Regions from separate parts of the Mus musculus genome. Here region 2 is linked to region 1. A link is a contact called in public HiChIP or PLAC-seq data. All regions are on one chromosome and are shown on one strand. The core of a region is the stretch at or near the end of the contact, and the rest is flanking DNA. Distances in the headings are between cores, read along the strand shown.

What was found. HiChIP or PLAC-seq counts read pairs in DNA pulled down with a chosen protein or histone mark.
Region 2: an H3K4me3 HiChIP or PLAC-seq map of embryonic limb bud shows a contact between it and region 1, with 6 times the contacts expected there. The contact joins the enhancer-like site here to the promoter of Plpp3 in region 1. A contact is called at or near these places in 8 of 39 promoter capture datasets (3T3-L1-derived adipocytes, the C10 cell line, the HPC-7 cell line and 5 more), 1 of 15 datasets of contacts at CTCF or cohesin (the NIH/3T3 cell line), 8 of 484 Hi-C or Micro-C datasets (cardiomyocytes, cerebellum, embryonic stem cells and 2 more), 16 of 115 datasets of contacts at active chromatin or transcription factors (the NIH/3T3 cell line, craniofacial prominence, embryonic forebrain and 7 more) and 2 of 9 other capture datasets (embryonic stem cells and pancreatic islet).

What each region holds. Positions count from the first base shown.
Region 1 is chr4:105,154,197-105,160,948 of GRCm38.p6, forward strand. It overlaps Plpp3 (phospholipid phosphatase 3), which reads left to right and starts at 3,151. Exons shown (of 6, transcript NM_080555.2): 1 at 3,151-3,767. The coding sequence starts at 3,629. It overlaps Gm29838 (a long non-coding RNA gene), which reads right to left and starts at 2,475. Exons shown (of 2, transcript XR_376486.3): 1 at 1-2,475.
Region 2 is chr4:105,684,147-105,690,783 of GRCm38.p6, forward strand. No RefSeq gene overlaps it. Among named protein-coding and RNA genes, the nearest start is that of Gm29922, 160 kb to the right of the region's middle. Within about 2 kb of position 4,430, at least 3 of the 459 cell types and tissues checked have an H3K27ac peak or open chromatin away from gene starts, as enhancers often do. A contact at or near this core is called in embryonic limb bud, where this site is marked.

The DNA.
Region 1 (6,752 bases), core at 1,901-4,400:
TCATTGTTAGCCAGTTCCAATGGGAGTTAAGGCTGCTTTGTTTATCTAAGGAATTACCTAAGGAATTAGGCTGACACTGTATTTTATGGCTTGTTCAAGTCAGTCTTAATGAATATTTCAAATATTCTGTTCCCTTGAACGCTATCCAAATATAATCTTGTTTGCAGAGAGCTACACCTATCACTTAACAGCACAATCCAATCCTTTAGTGAGGAGAGCCCTGTAAGTAGAAATAGAAAGCTTTTATTTAAACATTCATTTATCTTTTTTGTTGTTGTTGTTGTTTTAGTCTGCTTTTGGGATAACAGATTTTTACCTTTCCTAATAAGTGATTGAGGTTAAGCCAGAGAACCTTAATATAAAATAGATTCCTTGAACCGAAGCTAGTGTGGGCTAAAGTTAGCAATCTCAGTAATTTGTAAAAACAGCAATGATGGCTCAGCTATGGTTGGAGAAAAGCTGGGCTTTTAAAGTGCATTTGTTGTTAATGTAAGTCATCTTCCAGAGGAGGAGGAGGAGCAGGTAGGTTGGACTAGCTGAGCTCCACTCAGTTGTGTCTTGGGCAGTGGTTTTCACTGCTGCTCCTTCAGATCTCTAAGACAGGCTTCAGGGTTCAGGCCTTGAAGCAGCAAGTTATGGCCACTTGTGCAAGGGAATGAAGCCGGAGTGGGAAGTGGGAGCGCAGATGCTGGAGGACCCAAGGTGGGCGGCAGGTTAGAGCAGGCGGCAGAAGCTGCCTTTCTGTGCTGATTGGAATTCTGAAGATTTGGCACATTGAATTTCAAGGAGGTTTCTGCACGTGAAGAAGAGGATTGTGAGCATGGAAGAACCTCGGGTACCCAGAATTCCTTTTAGAGTGCTGTTAATTATAACATTAGCTTCGCATTGTTGCTGCTGTTTTCCCAGGTGAGGCTGTGCTGCTTCTCCTGAAGGGGGTTTCAAGGAACTTCTCTTAGATGCCAAGGGGCCTCACCTGCTCTCCTTTGATGGGCGGGATGCCTCTGATTGGCAGCTGACACGTCCGCTCCAGCACTTTCTTGGTGCATCTTGCTTTCAGAAGACAGGACTTTGCCTTTCCTTGCCAGTCTCATCGTTAATTAGGTCCAATGTGGGCTTAATTCAGCATACCTCAAACCCTGAGCACTACAGAGGCTCACTGAGGATAATCAACGGTCCCACGTCAAAGGCCATTTACACAAATGACTAGTTTTTGTTAACTGACACCAAGTTAGACTGAGTGTTGCACGAGTGGCCTAGGCGAAATATTGAAGGTAAAATTAATCCTGTGCTGGAACCAAGCAGGACAAGGAGAGGGGGTGAAAGATCAGGGTGCACCGGAGGAGAAACAGTGTGCTAGTTGAGGGGAGGAAGGTTTATGATGTAGGTAGAGGGGTGGGACCGAAGCGGTAGGCAATAAAAGGGATACTCAAGAGGGCTGGCGGTGGGATACAGAGTTATGGAGTGGCCCACTAGGGCAGTCGGATATCATTTGTACTATCCATCCAAAAGCTAGGACTTGGAGCTGGGGAGATGGCTCCGTGATTAAGAGCAACTAGTGTTCTTGCAGAGGACCCAGATTGGGTTCCCAGCACCCACACAGTGGCTCCCAGTCATCTGTAACTCCAGTTGTAGGGATCTAACAGCCCTCCTTGGCCTTTGTGAGTGCTTCGAGCATATGGCACACAGACATACATGCAGGCAAAACACTAGTCTGTATAGACTGATATAGAATACTAGATAGAATAATCTTTTTATAAAAACTAGAACCAGCTGCATCTAATTCCAGCTCTCGAGAGGCAGAGGCAGGCAGATCTATCTCTGTGAGTCTGAGGCCAGCCTGGTCTACATAGTGAGTTCTAAGACATATTAGGGCTAGAGAGAGAGAGAGAGACCCTGTCTCAAACAAACAAACAAACAACAATGCTAGAACCATTGAGCCATTTCCACCTCTGTATTATAAAGACCCTTGGAAGAAATGTGCATTTGTATGCTATGTACTGTGCTCCAAGCTTGATACTAAGGAAAATGTAAGGGAGGGTCCTGACCCTTCAAGTGTTGATTCTCTTGAAGGAAAAAAAAACAAAAAACAAAAAACCAGCTCATAAAAAAGTAATCAACTTTAAAAATCATATAAAACCATATAAAAAGTATTCAAAGGGAAACATCAGATTCCTTGAAAGTCAAGGCCAATAATGCTCAGGTATGCCGGAGGCCAGCTGGACTAGGAAAGAGGCGGGCAGGCTTGGCTTTGGTTACCCACGTTCAGAACTAGTAGTATTGGCTCAACTCACCGAGCTCCTCTGTTGTGCAAGCTTTGCTGCAGAAGCACATGAGAAAGAATCAATTATATCTCCACCATGACTGCCTGGGGAGAAATATTTTGGTGTCTGTAGTTTACTCGCGGGGAAATTAAGGCACAGAGACATAGGATTCTAGAACAGGGGGTCTGGCTCTGGAGTCTCTTTTTTTTTCGGGGGGGGGGGGGGTGGAGGGGAGGTTCGAGACAGGGTTTTTCTGTGTAGTCCTGGCTGTCCTGGAACTCACTCGGTAGACTAGGTTGACCTTGAACTCAGAAATCCGCCTGCCTCTGCCTCTCAAGTGCTGGGATTAAAGGAGTGCGCCACCACCGCCCAGCCCGGAGTCTTTTACACCGTAGGATCTTCGGAATCTAGCACAATTATCCGGTGCTGAGCGTTAAAAGCAAAACAACAACCAACCTAGCTTTCCTTGAAAATTGAATTTTTAGGATAATCCAATTCAAGGCTGAAATTTGTAAATAAATAAACAAGTAAATAAAGAAAGCATTTTAGTATTATAGACCTCCCACCGATCCTCTCCCCACCTCTAATCAAAGGCCAGCAAGAAAAAAAAATTTTATTTATATGTTTTTTTTCCTCCCCTTTTGTGATGCTTTGGAGTTTCTGAACGCTAGGGGCTCCCTGATTCTCTGGTTTGAGAACAACTTTTTCTTTTACGATTTTTTTTTTTTTTTTTTTTTTGGAAAAGGGGTGGGGGAAATGTGGCCTTAATTATCCTACGTTTTAGGCAGCTTAAGGAAGGGGCTGTGCTTTCTGAATCTTGTTGGAGCCAAGTAAGGAGGTCCTTCTCCTCCCCCCTCGCTTTTTAAAGGCGCTCGTGAAATATAAGCTCAGAAAACAAACCGAGCGATCACAGCGGCAGCCCGGGCGGCAGCAGCAGGAGGAGGAGGAGCAGGAGGAGGAGGCAGAGTTGGAGTTGGGCAGACGCTGAGGAGAGCTAGCTGCAGGACGCTGCGGAGTTGCAGGGCTCCGCGCTGCTCCATTCATTAAGTAGCTGCGGAGGATCGTGGCGGGACGCCGACGCTGCCCACTCGCAAACTCCAGCACGCAGACGCACGCCAGCCGGACGCGTCCGGGGCAGCACAGTTCTGCAAAAGTTCCTGCTCGGGATTTGGCTCTCTTCCCCTTGGACTAGCGAACAGTTTGGGGTTGAGAGGAAAGCAGAGGCGCCCAGAGGGGAAACCTACCCGCGTCTGCAGTTGGAACTACTCCGCCGGGCTGCACTCTCGCCGCCGCGTCCCGAGCCCGCATACCCGCTCCTGAGCAGCGGCGGCCCGCATCGCCCCGGGAGGCTCCCCGCAGCCAGCGCCATGCAAAGCTACAAGTACGACAAGGCGATCGTCCCTGAGAGTAAGAACGGCGGCAGCCCGGCGCTCAACAACAACCCGAGGAAGGGCGGCAGCAAGCGGGTGCTGCTCATCTGCCTGGACCTCTTCTGCCTCTTCATGGGTGAGCGCAGTCCCACGGGTCCCACCCAACCCCTTCCGGGCCCCGGGCCCCGCTGCGCTGTCAGCCCCCAGGGTCCCGCAGCCATCTCCCCCACCCCCGGGCGCCGTGCTGGCCGCGAGCTCCCCGCCCTCCCGGACCCCCAATCCCCGGCCTGCGAATTCAAGTTGGGGCGTGCTTGTGCTTTCGCGGCAGCTGGAACCACCTCCTTAGGGGTGATCTCCAGCTGGGAGTCCGGCCCAGCACCTCGGAAGGTGTGAGCTCGAGCTCCAAGATATGGAGGAAACCTGTGGCTCTCTGCTCTGTATCCGAGTCAGATGCGAGTGAGACCCATCTCGGTCTCCGAGCAAGGCAGGCTCCTGCCGGAGTGGCGCTGCTCGTCCCGGCTGCATGTAAACATCCACCCCTTCCGTCGCGCTGCCTTGCAGGGCCAGTCGCGCTAGCCGGCCTTGTCACTCGCTACTCGCTTGGCTGAAAGCCCCAGAGGGTGGAACGCGGCTCTACCGGGCCAGGTGCTGGGCAGCGAGGAGCACATCACTTGTTGAGCGCCTACTGTGTGCCAGTTGATAGGCCGCTTCCCGGGCATCAGCTTTAAACTAGCTCACTCCCTGACTTGTGCCGGGAGGCCACTGAAAGAAAGGCTGCCTGCCACAGTCTTGCTTGGGGGCCACAGTGGAGCTACACTCCCTCAAAGTTGAGGCGCTAGCTCAACTATTAGAACAGATGCAAGTTTCAGCTGAAAGAGCGGTGGGAGGCTCAGGAATTGAAGTGGGAGAAAAAGGATTTATTAAACGGGGGGGGGGGGGGAGCAATTGACATACATCCAGGGTTGAAGTAAAAAAATAGGACTTTTTCCTTTAAAGCGACTTTTGATGTAAATGTGTGGAAAACTTGTCACCAAAGCATTGCCCCTCTGCCACCAGCTGGGTGTGCCACCTAAGTACCCCCTTGGCCTCAGTATCCTCCTCAGTTGAATGAGTGGATTCAAGTAGATGGTCTGTGAGGCCCCTTCCTGCATTAAGAACTCGGATGCCGTCCAGGAGCCGCTCTGCCAACACGGCTAACGGAAGAAACATCTGTGTTCCCAGTTAAGTTCCCCCAAAATAGAAAGAACTCCTGCACGGAGGCTTCATCCTTTTGGAAGGGGGTTAGCCGGGGCAGGCTGTGGCGACCTGGCTTAACTTCCTTCATTGAAGACTCTTAGGCAGTGGCCTCTTGTTCTTGCCGGACTACCTTCCTTAGAATTCTGTGAGACGATGGGTTTCTTAGAATTTAAAATTAAGAATGGCCCTCTTGTGATAGGGACAGTTGGAGGGAAGATTACGGGCTGTGAAAGGCCAGGGGGCTTACAGTAGTAGTTATGGAGATCCAATTCTCTGCTCAGATCCCAGGCGCTCAACCTTAGGATGCTATTCAGAGGACTTGTCACTGGGGGGCCTGCCTTCCTGGTGGCGGCAGGCTTATTATCATGCGTAGTGAGCCAGATGACTTAAGGTCTTATAATCAAGTTGTTGAATTTTTAAAAGACCCTTCCAGGTCCTGGGGTGAGGAGGAGGATGAGACCACTAAATACTTAGAAGCATAGAAGCTGGGTGCAGCAGCTACCTGGGCTGAGGCCTCCCAGGGTTTGAGTGTCTCCTTGGTGGGTGGGATCAGCACTTTCTCTGGTACCTGTGCTGGCAAGCCCCCTGCCTCCTGCTTTATCCTTAGGAAAGCAAGAGCTGGATTTCCGACGACAGCCTTCGCACCCATTGCTCTCCCTTCTAGACATTCTTCTGATGGTGGGTGGGGTGCACTTAGAAACGTTGCATTCTTATTAGAAGAAAGTGGTGTTAAGCCATGTGCAGAGAGTAATACCTGTTTAACTATAGTGTAAGCAGGGACGATGACACCCCGAGATGTTTTTCTGTGTGTTCAGGGTGGAATGTAGGGGTGTGGTACATGTGCATGCACTTCAACTCTTCATTTGCAGCAAGTGCCTCTCCAGAGTGAAAATTCTAAAACCAGTTGTCAAACTTCGGCATAAGCACAGACTATAGGACAGTATTACTGATTAAATACCTCCTGATACCTTTAATTGGAAAAACTATCTGTAAGATTAGCGTGTATCTTGAGGTAGTTATGCAACATAACTCTGTTTGGCTTCCAAAAGAAGATTTAATAATGCAACATGTGATTTTAATATTCTACGCACTGCTGTCCTAAAAAAAATGTTTCTACTTGGTTCAGTTTTTGCCTGAGACTGTCAGTATGATTTAATTTTTCTACAGTTTATTGATCATATGGTCCGCATTACAGGGTACTAATATATTAGGAAGAGAGACAGTTTTCTATTTATTCTCCCATAGGAATATAGACCAAGCTTCATCTCTTAGTATCTGGAAAAACTAAAAGCTGATGTTGCGATGTGCCTGTTATGTAAGTGGAAATATGCGAGTGGTGTAACTTGCTTCACATACCTTTTGGGAGTGTTAAATACTGGGTGAAAAACAAAAAGCCCACTCTTGTTTGAAAGCCAAGAGAATCCGGGATGAGAGAAGCCTGTTGGGAGCTTACCTGCGACCACAGTTACCTTTCTCCACTAATTGCTTTTAAATACAATTACAAGTCTTTGTCTCGTAGGTTTTCTGAAACCCTTTTTACTCCTCTTTTAGTAGGGTACCCCTTCTCACTTTCTCCTCACGTTAGTTCTGGGGTGTGGAGTGCCATGAGAACCCCAGAGATCTCCGGTTGTCTTAAACTCTATTAGCTGCCTTTAAAGATACAAGTCATTTAGTGTATGTTCCACTGTACCACTTATAAAGCCACCTCCATGGTGTAGAAAAGGCTCCTTTCAAGGAAGCCAGCTTCGGTTCTCCCCTGATTCTCAGCATCAGTGGAGTCCTGTATCCCACTTGGAGACTCCTAAAGCTGCGACCTCATGACAAATCCTAGAGCTGAGCCACAGAGCTGCCTGCCTCTTCACTTTCCCCAGGCATCCATTGGACC
Region 2 (6,637 bases), core at 3,180-5,679, 530 kb after region 1:
TTGTGATAAAAACTGCATGGTACTGGTATAGCAACAGACAAGTAGACCAATGGAATAGAATTGAAGATCCAGAAAGAACCCACACAGCTATGGTCACTTGATCTTTGACAAGGGAGCTAAAACCATCCATTGGAAAAAAGACAGCATTTTCAACAAATGGTGCTGGCACAACTGGTAGTTATCATGTAGAAGAATTGGAATTGATCCATTCCTATCTCCTTGTACTAAGGTCAAATCTAAGTGGATCAAGGAACTCCACATAAAACCAGAGACAGTGAAACTTATAGAGGAGAATGTGGGGAAAAGCCTCAAAGATATGGGCACAGGGGAAAAATTCCTGAATAGAACAGCAATGGCTTGTGCTGTAAGATCGAGAATCGATAAATGGGACCTCATAAAATTGCAAAGCTTCTGCAAGGCAAAAGACACCGTCAATAAGACAAAAGGCCACCAACAGATTGGGAAAGGATTTTTCCCTATCCTAAATCAGATAGAGGACTAATATCAAATATATATAAAGAACTCAAGAAGGTGGACTCCAGAAAATCAAATAACTCCATTAAAAATGGGGCTCAGAGTTAAACAAAGAATTCTTACCTGAGGAATACCAAATGGCTGAGAAGCACCTGAAAAAATGCTCAGCATCCTTAATCATCAGGGAAATGCAAATTAAAACAACCCTGAGATTGCATCTCACACCAGTCAGAATGGCTAAGATCAAAAATTCAGGTAACAGCAGATGCTAGCAAGAATGTGGAGAAAGATGAACACTCCTCCATTGTTGGTGGGATTGCAAGCTTGTACAACCACCCTGGAAATCAGTCTGATGGTTCCTCAAAAAATTGGACATAGTACTACTGGAGGATCCCGCAATACCTCTCCTGGGCATATATCCAGAAGATGTTACAACTGGTAAGAAGAACACATTCTCCACTATGTTCATAGCAGCCTTATTTATAATAGCCAGAAGCTGGAAAGAACCCAGATGCTCCTCAACAGAGTAATGGATACAGAAAATGTGGTACATTTACACAATGGAATACTACTCAGCTATTAAAAAGAATGAATTTATGAAATCCCCAGGCAAATGGATGGACCTGGAGGGCATCATCCTGAGTGAGGTAACTCAATCACAATAGAACTCACATGATATGTAATCTCTGATAAGTGGATATAAGCCCAGAACCTTAGAATACCCAAAATATAAGATACAATTTGTGAAACACATTAAGCTCGGGAAGAACAAAGACCAAGGTGTGGATACTTTGCCCCTTCTTGGAATTGGGAGCAAGGCACTCATGGAAGGAGCTACAGAGACAGAGTTTGGAGCTGAGACGAAAGGATGGACCATCTAGAGGCTGCCATACCCGGGGATCCATCCCATAATTAGCCTCCAAACACTGACACCATTGCATACACTAGCAAGCGTTTGGTGCAAGGACACTGATATAGCTGTTTCTTGTGAGACTATTCTGGGGCCTAGCAAACACAGAAGTGGATGCTCACAGTCAGCTATTAGATGGATTACAGGGCCCCCAATGGAGCAGCTGGAGAAAGTACCCAGGGAGCTAAGGGGAACTGCAACCCTATAGGTGGAACAACAATATGAACTAACCAGTACCCCTCCCCCCTTCCCAGAGCTCATGTCTCTAGCTGCATATGTATCAGAAGATGGCCTGGCCGGCCATCAGTGGAAAGAGAGGCCCATTGGTCGTGCAGACTTTATATGCCTCTGTACAGGGGAATGACAGGGCCAAGAGGTGGGAGTGGGTGGGTGGGGGAGTGGGTGTGGGAGGGTGTGGGGGACTTTTGGGATAGCACTGGAAATGTAAATGAAATAAATACCCAATAATAAAAAATTAAAACTAAATTAAAAAATCAGTCTCCAAATTTATATACTATTTGTATTTGAAATAGTTGGGCCTTTGTGAGGTGATTGAGGCTAGAAAAAAAGCATGAAGAGGCAGGATGGAGATAGTAGCCTTTTAAAAAGATGAAGGAAATTCTGGACACGTTTTTCCCTAGGTCTCAGAAAAACATACTCTTTCCTGTCTCAGAGTGCTACTAGTGAACTCTCACCAAATGGTGACACCCAGATATAGCACTCCTAGTCCAGAGACTGTCAGAAACAAATGCCTTTATACATTAATCATTCTATGTATCCTGTTTCAAAAGCAAAAAAAAAAAAAAAAAAAACAAAAAAAAAACCACACACACACAAAAACATGAATGAAGACAATGGTGATATTGTTATTTTTATTTGAGGTGAAGTCTTAGTATGTAGCCTATCCTGGATTTAAACTCTTAATTCCCCTTATTGAGCTACTCAAGAGCTATGGTTACAGCTGTGCACTACCATTCAGAGCCTTTGAATTTTGTATTATTGTTATTTCTATTATGAAAACTCTCTCCCAGATCAATAAAAATGCATGTGGACTTGAACTTTGGGGGAGTCATAAAGGAGAACCAGTCATCTATACAGTTGTTTTCTCTCCCATCATCTCATCTGCAAGGTCCTCAGCATCTCCTTAGATATTGGAGGTGGGATATTTACACATCTGCTTCTTGATACACTTGATACACTGTTTTAGTTTTTGAGCCTTCTGCCTAGCAAGCACAGCTGATACATTTTAAGCATAAGAACAGCAACTGTAGAGCACACGTATGTAACAGGCTCAGAGTTCGAGCAATATTGGTCCCTGAAAGGATACTTGGTCAAGGTTCAGAATGCTTTAGAGAATGGGGATATGGGGATTTAATTGAAGAGGCTGAGAAATGCAGAGAGAGAGAGAGAGAGAGAGAGAGAGAGAGAGAGAGAGAGAGAGAGAGAGAGAGAGAGAGAGAGAGAGAGAGAGATGGGATAAACAACAGTAAGGATTTTTAGGGGATAAAAAGGCCACAGGGAAGCATATTATTTTATGTTTTCCTAAAATTACATATAAGTACATGTGCATATATATATGTGTGTAGTTTAAATGAAGTTACACCATTAGGAAGATAGCATTCTCCTCGAGTGCAACCGTTGACCCAACCAAAAAAAAAAAAAAAAATCCCAATATCAGAAATGAGAAACCTCCGTCCAAGTTGTTGATCTCAGGGGAATCCAAATAACCCACCAGACAATAAAGGCTGCTGCAATTACTCTTGAAGGCCTCCCAGAATTTGAAGATAGGCTATATTGCTGAGGACACCATATAAGTCAAGACAGAAAGAAGCCTTGTAGAAATTCAGCTGGAACTAACCGGCAAGCTTTCATCCTGAGCTCTAGCTCTCCCGTGGGACTGAAAGGTTTTATGCAAGCAACTAAAGGAGCAAGTCAATCAATAGCTCTGCTAATCTGTGATGCCTACAAACTACAACAGCCAACACAGCAAGTATTCTCCAAATGTACAAGGGCGGCGCTTATATCTCAGGTGAATCCAACAGCTGTCTAATCGGACTAGAGTGGCTTTTGAACTTCAGTTCCCTCAGCTTGTTTGAACCAGAAGCAGCAGCAACACAACAAGCTTTCCCCTTCCTCCCTCTCGCTCTCAGGGGAAGAACGAAGAAAGGGACTAAATGGTCACATAAAGGACAGGTCAAGGCCCACGGCTGAGAAGAGGGGAAGAGATGTGGCTCTAACCAATTCCCTCCTTTCAGCCAACCCCGCAGATCACAGGAAATGTGCAGATACAGACACCCATAGCCAAACACCGAATGGAGCTTGGGGACTCTTACAGAAGATCAGGAGGAAAGATTACAGGCCCTGTAGGGGATAGGAACTCCACAGGAAGACCAACAGAATCAACTAGCCTGAACTCTTGGAGATCTCAGAGTCTGAACCGCCAACCAAAGAGCATACATGGGCTGGACCTAGGCCTCCCCACACATAGGTAGCAGATGTGCAGCTCAGTCTTCATGTGGGTCCTGAATAACTGGAATATGGGAGGCTGTGATTGGATGGGGGTGGGGGCAGTGAGCTGGATGTAAAGTGAATAAGAAAAAAAAAAGGAAAAGAAATGTGTAATAACAGAAGGTAACCCTGGAAATAGCTAGAAAAACAAGAGTCCTGGCTATGGAAACTGACTGGAGATATGGGGCAAACCTCAAAGAGAATGGCCTAGAAAGGGCTCAAAAGCTATCAGCGCAGACCTGACCCAACCCATTAAGCACGCATGGACTCTCATGAACTGAGACTTCACTGCTAGCTGTTTTCCCTGTCACCAGCTGTAACGTATTTACTCGTAAGCCGTTCTGCGACTATAGTAATTCTAGAGCACACGTTACAATTATTTTTACAGGTTGTTGACTTTTCACAGAACTTAGGAGTTAAAGATGGAGGGGGGTGGAACTGATGAAGTGTATTCACAGATGCTCGGGTCAGGTGGCTCTGCCAGCCGCACCTTCTCCTGACTTCTGCTGATTAAGTCAGGTGCCAAAGTGGTGCAGAAACACGAGCAGATGAGTAGATTGCACTGTATTCCAGCTGTGCTCCGGAGACCGTTGCACACATTATAATGAGCCTTGGAACTGCGTGGGTTTTCGGCAACTTCGCTCCCTTCCATCTGTAGAAAGGGCACTCCTGAGGTAGCGCATTCCCACAGGCTAACATTGTCAGCAAATGGTCCAAACTGTGGTCTGGTAGCAAAGACACGATTCTCTCTCTCTTTCCCCTTTATGCATTTGGAACCTAAATTCTGGAGACTCGAGAGTCTCTGTCACCCTCAGAAAGTGCTAATGAATTAGAATGTCATCAGATTCTTCAGTTCCACGGCTTTCCTCCCTGCCATTATATGGCTGTTCTCCGTCTCTGACCTACCCAGCCCTTCTCCCTTCTCACTTACAGGTCATGTGAATTTCCGTGAAAATGAGATGCATATGTTTCCTATTCATTTGCACTTAACTCACTAAAATATGATTTTGAGAGAATAGATTTGCAGAGAAATACATTTTTTAAAAGCTTTTTCTCCCTGGAAAACAGGATGCCTTCTCTCGCCAAAATCATAAAAACTTCAAACTTCCAGTATTAGGGTTCAGCCTAAAGCTTAGGAATAATGGTTTGGGGGAGCTGTAATTGTAGACTGGCACTTTGCTCCCAGCCAGGTGCTGAGGGATGTGAGACGCCCTAGTGGTGTCAGGTGAAGACTTTGTGGTGTCCAGTTAAGCAAGTGGATATGGACATTGTAGCAAAGTACTGTGCAGGTTTTAGGATCAAAACTGATGTCAAAAATCACATTGTTCAACGTGTCAAGAAACTGAGGCTCTGTGAAAAGCTCACACTGTCTCTCTCTCTCTCTTCCCCCCTTCCCCTTCCCCGTGTGTGTGTGTATGTGTGTGTGTGTGTGTGTGTGTGTGTGTGTGTGCGCGCGCGCGCGCGCATACATGCATTTCAGATCCAAAGTTGGACCTAAATTCCTGCTTCCTGGACTCCCAAGTCTACTGATTTTTCTAAACTAGCTTTCTAACTCATCATATGAATGTAGACATGGATTTTACTGAAAGTCTCCTCCACATACACTCTGCCTTTGGATCTGATCCTGAGATCACACCAAATAGTAAGGACACATTTTCTTTCTCTAGGGCAGAAAAGGAGATCCTGGTTTGTATGGAGGAGCAGTGGCTCCTGTCCACTTGAGAAAGTAACTCTAATCCTAGAGGAGTATATCACAGATGATAGTAAGTCCTTCTTTACACATAAAAAGTAGGAAACTGGTAGGTTAATAATAAGTGGTCTTACAAAGTACCTTATATATAGTTCAATAACACCATATTAATCATTAATAATTAAATAATAATATACATGTTTTTAAGTAAGAGCTTTGTAGTTGGTCAGACTTTACTATGTGATCAGTTATGTAACCGTAGGCAAGGGTGACCTTCATAACCCTTGGCAAGTCATAACTTTGTGTAAATGTCTTTGTCAACACTAATCTACAGAATAGTGTGAGGATTAGAGAACCCAGGCACGTGTCTCATACGTGCAAAGTGGGACACTCTCATTCTGAAGGTGTTGAACACTCATGAGGTACCAGGCACTGTGCTTCATAACAGTCATCTTGGATCACAACAACAGTAAGTAGATGCTATTATCAGCCTTTTTGGTTAAGTGAAGAAACAACAGGTTAACTACCGGGGCCAAGGCAGAGACCCCACCTGGAAACCTACTTTCTGTCATGTCTCTTTAACCCATTACTGTTTTCATTAAAATATTAAATAATGTCATGCACACACGTGCGCTTGCGCACACACACACACACACACACACACACACACACACACACACAGGAGTACAGGTATACAGAAAAGCTAGTAGAGGACATCAGGTTTCCCTGAGCTGGAGTTATAGGCAGCTGTGAGTCACTCAATAGGGCGAGAGAATTTGGGTCCCCTACAGAGCAGCAAACACTCTTAACTGCCAAACATCTCTCCATGTCAAATAATTTTATTTTAATAGCTCTGTTCCATGTGATGTAGATACTACATATCTGTCTTAACAGGTAAAAGTCTCTGCAACGTAAAGATACTTTATCTTCAACAAGATCTGAAGACCAATAAACAGCAAAAGGAAAATCAGAATCTTGCTTTGAGCTCTCAAGTTTATGTTCCTTCCTTTGCATCTTGCTACTTGGGAGAGAAATGCTGATCAGAATTGGAGTCC